Linked DNA regions of Xenopus laevis: region 2 is linked to region 1. A link is a contact called in public Hi-C data. All regions are on one chromosome and are shown on one strand. The core of a region is the stretch at or near the end of the contact, and the rest is flanking DNA. Distances in the headings are between cores, read along the strand shown. Region 1 holds the start of ltb4r.L (leukotriene B4 receptor 1-like). Region 2 overlaps adcy4.L (adenylate cyclase type 4).

Region 1 (4,112 bases), core at 923-3,422:
CCTTTTGAGGCAAAGCAATTAAATGCTAACCTTTACTTTACTAACCTACAGTAAGTGGTCAAATATAAGTGGTCAAGTGTAGTTGCCAGTAGTCACTAAAATGGCAGTTAGTTTCCACTACAAGTTAAACATGAAAGTAATGATTTGATTGGTTACTATAAGCAACTGCACTGCGACAATTTATCCCTGTAACTAAAACAGGGATCTTAACCTATGGCCCATGGGTATTTAGGGTAGGTTTCCATGATACCTTTGTGAGGGTGAAATGTTTTCATATAAATGACAATAATAATAATTAAAAATTCTAAATCTAAGTCTTTGGCCAAAAGTTGGTCCCATAAAAAAGATTATTTTTTACCACTTCAGCAATGGGCTGACACCCTTTTTTGGAATTAGCAAAATGAATTAAATATTTATGGCTTCCCACTTTCTTAGTAGCAAACCCCTATGTTTATTTGCTCCCAGCCTGACCCAAGTCCCACCACCATGTGTCTCTCTGCCCCCAGCCCAATCAAACTGTGTCATAGTCTTCCTACTCATTGTGGTTAATAGATTTGCAGCTTTTTACTGTGTTTTAAAATTCTACTGTGACCTATTATCAACTATTAGATCTCAATCCTAGTACTATTCTTTATTTATTCTTAACACATTGTGATTTCTTTGTCTGTCTCATAGCAGGAGGGCATCAGCATGCCCATGGGAGACACAGTGGAAGATGTGCAAATAAAAGATCTAATAGATCTAATAGCTGAGTGGGATAGAGCTTGGGGGAAATATACAGATTCAATAACCCCATAATCAGGAACATTTTAAGACAGTTGGTGGATTGGAGCAGAAAGACTGGGAGTGGAACTTCTGAATTCAGAGTTCTGACTGTGGGAGAATAAAAGTACATAACCAGCTCTTTGCACTTCTGACATAATGACACTTTAAAGCGGTAAAATGCAATTTAAAGCTATTTCTTGGGAACTATACATTTAAAGGAAGGGACATATAATATTTGGAGATGAGGATGACGCAATATCTCCCCTTTTAAAAGCAGCTTGTCTGACAGATTGTACCAATATCTGAAAATAAATTAGTTTTGAATAAAATACAGCATTTGTTTTGGTTCTTTTGTAGTGGTGTAGGAAGCCCTATGAGGGTGCTGAAGAAGCCCCTTTTCATAGCAGATGAAGTATTTAGGATCCAGTGTTTCTAGTTTGATGCCTTATTGCACATTTGTGGGAATAAACCCATTTTAAACTAGAATGGACCACTGCTGACAAAATTTAATATTTACAGTTGGGCAAAAAACATGCTTCTGCACTATGCACTCTGCAGTGCTGCCAAGGTGAATTTCCCCCATGATTACAGCAATATCAAATCTGGTGCAAGGAGCCCCTTATTGCTCTTTTTAAATTACTTATGGGTTATTTGTAAATTGCCCCAATAATATCTTAAATTGCAAAAGTGCCCAAAAAAGGCAAAAGTAAGGCTTTGCTGCGCTCCAAATGCTGCTCTCTGTACCAAGTGCCTCTTAGTGCTTGCACCCTTTAGCATTCTAGCACTAGGATTCTAGATTTGCATTGTTTACGTTTACAGCACTGTATCCTGCAGAAGCTAAAATAGATCTAAACACAATAATATGGAAAATAAATATTTTCCTTATTTAAAAAAAGGTTTATCTGTTCACAAAATGAACCATGTCAAAAGTTCTGAATTACAACTGGGGGCAAACTGGTGGTATTCTACATGCCCTGAAAAGTATTAACAAATTTATACATGTTTTGTAAATGAAATAATTCCTAAGAACAGAAAGTATAAAGGGTACGGCCCAAGCAGTTCAATGTGTCATTTTGTAAGTGGACTGGAGGAAACTTACCACTTCAGTCATGATGCTGTTCTTCTGTCTAAATGGACTTGCTCTTGTTGTCTGTCCTACAGGTGAATGAGAAGCGCTAGTCGGTGAATTTCTAGATGCTGTACCATAAAAAAAATCTTATCACATCAGTTTGCACAAGAGATTTGGCAGGATGTTACATAAATATATATTCTGTATTTTACAGTACTTTGAAAGCTTCCTGTCTTCATGACACAAGTTCTGTCCTCACAATGAAACCATCCCTGTTGCGTAAGGGACAATACTAACACTTGTTCTTACATATCAGTGCAGAAATAGTGTGCTCTCACAACCCTTTGCTGTCATTTCTGCCAATGCCGCCAGAAGGGTTTTTTTTCTTAGTCACGTATGGGTGGCAGCAGCTAACACTGAGATGGGTGTAAATGCTAAACCAACAATTGCTTCATTGTGGACATATAGCACTACTAAAAGCAGTGTTGTAATGTCCATAACAGGTATTATTTGTCTTAGTACATTTCGTTTTTCAAAAAGCTACAGATGTTATGGACATTTCCAGAATCCCACAGCACATGTACAATTGTACTATGGTTTTTAAGATGTATATTAATGCCCCAGCTACATTTCTATTTTTATGGCAGACAATCAGTTTAGCCCCTAATAGGAACAAGTTGAATCCTACATTTTCATCTTCTAAGAGTAAAATCAGGGTAAACAGACCATGGTTTCTGAGCAGAGTGAAATGTTTCTTTGAATTTCAATGGTTTGTTGTCCATAAATCAGTCTGCAATTATGGAGCTGTCATTTTTTTTTTTTTACAGAAAACTGTAAAAATGTTTCAGAAGGATAAAACAGCAGGCAGGGATTCATTACATGGTCTCAGGTTTCGATGTTGCAGTTTCCTTTATATTGACAGGGATGATGCTAACTGGGAGCTGGGAAGATAATTCTAGTAACAGGGTGCAATAAAGGGACACAGTGAGGGTAGAAATAAGTCTACACTCACTGTGCAAAAACCTTTATGACACACAGCCATCCCACACATTAAAGGGATTAGTTGTGTGGAAGGCACTATGGGTATGGCACAGTCAAAGTTGTGATTAATTATTATGGTATACTGTATGTTCACTAAAAATGACAGTGGCATTACCTACAACTTCAAGTATGGTGCCCAAAGTGGTACCCATGTATGTGAATATATTTACGGTATGTCATATGTCAAACTACATTCATACAGAATTGTATGCTCTAGGCCAGTGGTCCCCAACCAGTAGCGTATGAGCAACAGGTTATTCACCAACCCCCTTGTATGTTGCTCCCAGTGGCCTTAAAGCAAGTGCTTATTTTTCAGTTCTTGGATTGGAGGCAAGTTTTGGTTGTATAAAAACCAGTAGAGCTTTCTGTGGGCTGCCAATCCACATAGAGCTTCCAAATAGCCAATCACAGCCCTTATTAGGCACCCCCCAGGAAAGTCTTTCATGCTTGTGTCAACTTTTTTCACGTTTGAACGTTGCTCGCCTTTTGAGGAAGTGGTTTATTTTTGTAATAAACATATATGGGGGAATGTAATAAAAGTCGGTATCGGAAAAAATATGCCTCTGTGTGAACAAATTTGCCTTTGTGCGAATTTAATATAGCTTTCGCGAACCCAGAAACTGTTTAGCGACCACTTCCGACAGTGGAAGAAGGTTTGCGAATTTTATAGTTAGTGTCAGTGCGCGGTGAATGTAATATAACGTCTTAATAAAAAAGTTGTTATATTTGCTTCAAAAGATTACGACATCTTCAAAGCACTTCTTAAAAGTGGGTAATGCGCAATTAAAATTCGCAATGTAATAACAGTTTAAGGAAGAGAATTACATTGCGAAATGAGACTTTTTATTCTTATTTGTGCTTATTGTTTTGCTCTTTGCGACTTTTATTACATTCCCCCAATAGTGATATAAAATATGGGGAAATTAGAGAAATCAATAGTAGAAACTAAACAGGAACATAAAATATATAGGGAAGACTACAAATAAAGCAAAGTCTTAGGGAGGGTGACAAGACGATAAACATACCACATGACTACAATTTTTTTAAAAACAGAGAAAAAGGAACAAAAAGAGAGAAGAGTATGGAAAGGAATTACAAGAAAAGAAACCCACAACGTGAAGACAATTCAGCAAAGTTCTTTTGTGTTTAAAAGCTATTGTGATGACTTACTTTGATATTTTGTAATAAATAGTTTTACACTGTTTGGGTGCTATTCCCATCAGTTTCTACAATAAAC
Region 2 (3,842 bases), core at 1,165-3,664, 180 kb before region 1:
AAAGAAGAGGTGAGGTGAGGCAAGGGGGAAAACATGCCCCTGTCCCAACCTTTTTGAAACGTGTTGCTGGCATCAAATTAAAAAAATGAGCATCAGTTTTTCAGAAAATAAAAATTCTTGGTTTTAATATCCGATATGTTGTCTGTACTATTTGCAGATAAAGATGATGTGCAGATCATCCCTTTTTTTTTCAATTTACATTTATGTTGAATCTATGCCTATGAACTGGCTTCTAGAGTGTCACAGCAGTGCAGCTAAGTATAAGTGCATTCATTATGATACAGACAAACATTGCAAATACAATTCTGGTAATCATGTTAGGCACATTTGCAAATCTTTATATGAGTAGATCACTTGAGGATATATACTGTACATTAATTCATCTAGTTGTATGCAGTTTCATGACAAGGTGGATAATAATTCGATAATATGAATAAACAGTTCACAGTTCAGTAGTTTTGCCAAGGAAATGTGCAAGGAAAGCCTTTTGGATAACAAATGCAACATCTCAGTGGAGCTCAGTAGTGATTTAAATAACCTTTTTATGATCATATGCCAACAATATGCAAGAGTAACTGGAAGACATTACAGGCTCTATCTACTCAGTGACTGGCAGCATTTGTATTTATGCATTAAAGGGATTCTGTTTTGGGAAAACAGAATCAAAGTACATCAGTTAAATAGAGTTGCTCCAGCAGAATTCTGTACTGAAATTTGTTTTTCAAAAGAGCAAACAGATTTTTTAATTTTGAAATCTGACATGGGGCTAGACATATTGTCCCAGTTGAGATGGCTGCCTACACACCAATATTACAGCTAAAATATATACTTGTTGCTTCAGGAATAATATCTTATATGGTAGAGTGAATTATTTGCAGTGTAAACAATGTAATTTAGAAATAAAAACTACAACATAAAAATCATAACAGAATTCCTTTAAGACAGCCAGCTAGCTGTGTTAGACTGTCACATTGATTTTATTTGTGAGGATTAGTTGAATCTATCCAAACAAAAGTAACACAGTTTTGGACTGAATAAATAAAATAAACATTCTGAGTCCTGAGTACATTGACTGGGCTGCTTGGAGACAGGTCTGGTATAATATTTCAAACATGAATACTACACGGCACTCCAGTCAAATTACTGATTTGGTTCATTGCATCACTGTACAAATTACTCTATCATGTCTCAAAAATCAAGAGTACTTGCAGGAAAAGTACTGCACATACAGTAAGTTACATTATTATGTACTGCATAACATGAGTATGATATAACTTCTCACCGTATAGCTTGGCACATGTCTAATCCCATCTGAACACAGTTTTTGGCATGGTTTGGCAAGAACTCAGGCAGGCCTGACACACAGTAGTAACAGTCTCCTAGAATCTTAATGCGCATACAGTCATTATCCTAGACACAGGGAAACAAGCAGGAGAACAAGTATGATGTTTGCAATCGGGATAAAAATGGTGATAAAATAGAAATATTTATTTTAAATTATAATCAAAGGAAAAATAATTCAAGGGTGGACCAAGGGCTGTTACCAGGATGGTTAAAATAACATCTGCATCATTAGACTATTAATACTTTAGTAAATAGAGAAACATTTGTGCTGGCTCTAAGTAACACAGGTTTTAGGCAACCAATACAGTACCCGGTTAGGCAATATTTAATTCAGCCAGCAGGTGGCACCAACCTTTAAAGTAGAAGGAAAGCTACCAAGGCAGTTTATTGCCAATAGATTAGCCACAACAGTGCAATCTAGAACACCATTTTTTTTCTTTATAATGCTTTTCCATCAGGGCCGGAACTAGGGGTGGGCAGAGTAGGCGCCTGCCTAGGGCGCAAAGCTGTGGGTGGTACCTGCTCTGTCGCCTATGCTATGTCCGGTCCCATCTTTCACAGACTGTTTGTGCTATTTCCTTGTCTTTTTGTGCTTCTGCTCTAGACACTGTCTCCGTTTGTTTAGGATAGCAGCTGCCATATTAGCTTGCTGTGACATCACTTCCTACCCGAGTCTCTCCCTGCTCACTCATAGCTCTGAGCTCAGATTGCAGCAGGAAGGGGAGGAGGAAGGGGGAGAGGAGCAAACTGAGCATGCTCAAGCCCTGGAGGTTTATGCTGAAAACAGGAGGTCTGATACAAAAGCCCATGTGTACACAATAGAAGGAAAGAAATGGCAAGGACTAGGTGAGTTAGGAGATTGGTACCAGCTCACTTAAGAGGTGAAGGGCAGGCTAGTTAGCAAGAGATGTCTGTGGCCCCAACAAGGAGCGATGTTTTGTGGTAGGATCCCGGGAGATTGTGAGCCATTTAGGGATGTGAGCAGAGCCGTCATCATGGGGGCACATTTGTACCGGGCTGGGGCCTAAAGGGGGGTCCGGCTGTGTCCTTTTCAAATTAGCCGGCCCCCACTTGACATCGGCGATCCGAAGAGCTGAAGATCCAAAGTTCCAAAGAGCCAAAGTCCCAAAGACCCAAAGCCGTGAACAGAGCCAAATCCGCAAAAAGACCTAAATCACCAAAGACCCGAAGCTACGAAAAGACCCGAAGCCACGAAAAGACCCAAAGTTGAAGCCCTGAAGCTGAAGAAGGACCCAAAGCCACGAAAAGAAAGATGTTCTTTTAAAAACTTTTATGTGGGACCCAGTTTGCCAATGTTTTTTTCTAAACTTATAATAGGGTCCTGAACAGCAATGGCTTTTTATAAAGTGTGTGTGGGGGAGTGGCCTTTTTACTGTGGCCCAAAAACTTGGGACGGGGTCCCGTGATTTCTGATGGCGCCCTGGATGTGGGTGTCCAGTTGTAGGTTAGTGGGAAACTACGGGCTCTGTTGTAAGACGCTGCTAAATATAGGCATTATTATTGGTTTCGAAACATGTGTCACTCCTTGCTTTACTCGTTTGCCTGTGGCTGCTCTATTTTGCTCACAGACTTACTATTAAAAGTTATTATTACACTGTCATGATGAGTATATATTTCTTTGCAGGAAGCATAACGTATATGAACTGTGCAACCTTGTGGCCCAACAATAGAATAAAAAGATAATTGAAATGTAAGCTCGTTTGTTCCCGCTGTCTGTGTGCTCTATTAACTGACAAAGAATTTCTCAATTTGGGCTTGGCTACAGATTTAACCCTCCTTTGTACACAGATAGAAATGAATCAGACTGAAGAGCCCTAATAAAACTCCACATGTAAAATATAGCCAACGAGCTGTACAAACATGTATTTAATTATTGTTTTCAAGCAGTGCCACTGATTTTCCTATTTTGGGTGATCTTAAAGCTTTAACAGAGTGGATGAAATGTGTATGTGTTCTATTTATAGACCAATAAAAAATTTATTGTGGCAGAAAAAACATTTATTTTGCAAACACTAGTAATAGGAACACTGTTTCCAAAATGTGCAATCTAATGTAAATACTGCCAGTAGTGCCATTTAGTTGGGGCATTGTTTATGTTACTAAACACAAGAAAAATTAAGTGTGGAAAGACAGGGATGTGACAGTGGGTCCCCCCTACCTTCCACCTTCTTGCCAACCAGTTCAGGCGGGCCCCTCCTGGGCCAACACAGTTAGACTGAAGAAGTCACTCATAAAACTTAACCTTTAATACTTCGAATTAAAAATGCAAACAAGAATACCCACTGGGCCATGCCCACACAACAAACCACAATTAAAAAAGTGTGCAAACAAACTCACTGCAATTCAAGAGTATATGCAGTGCAGGACTGTGGCCTTAAAAAACACCAATTAAAAACGATAACGCCATAGGTGGTAGGTGGGGGGTTAACAGACTCAAAGACTAGAATGTCTAGTGATCCATAAAGTATCACTAGGAT

What was found. A called contact is a pair of places that touch in the nucleus more often than the background predicts.
Region 2: a Hi-C map of the XTC cell line shows a contact between it and region 1, with 2.7 times the contacts expected there. The contact joins the enhancer-like site here to the promoter of ltb4r.L in region 1. A contact is called at or near these places in 2 of 4 Hi-C or Micro-C datasets (the XL177 cell line and the XTC cell line).

Annotation. Positions count from the first base shown.
Region 1 is chr1L:154,391,729-154,395,840 of Xenopus_laevis_v10.1, reverse strand. It overlaps ltb4r.L (leukotriene B4 receptor 1-like), which reads right to left and starts at 2,172. Exons shown (of 4, transcript XM_041565495.1): 1 at 2,052-2,172; 2 at 1,865-1,962. The coding sequence starts at 2,073.
Region 2 is chr1L:154,573,448-154,577,289 of Xenopus_laevis_v10.1, reverse strand. adcy4.L (adenylate cyclase type 4) reads right to left here. Exons shown (of 26, transcript XM_018259882.2): 8 at 1,283-1,410. Among protein-coding and RNA genes, the nearest start is that of LOC108715050, 25 kb to the left of the region's middle. Within about 2 kb of position 2,414, at least 1 of the 7 cell types and tissues checked has an H3K27ac peak or open chromatin away from gene starts, as enhancers often do.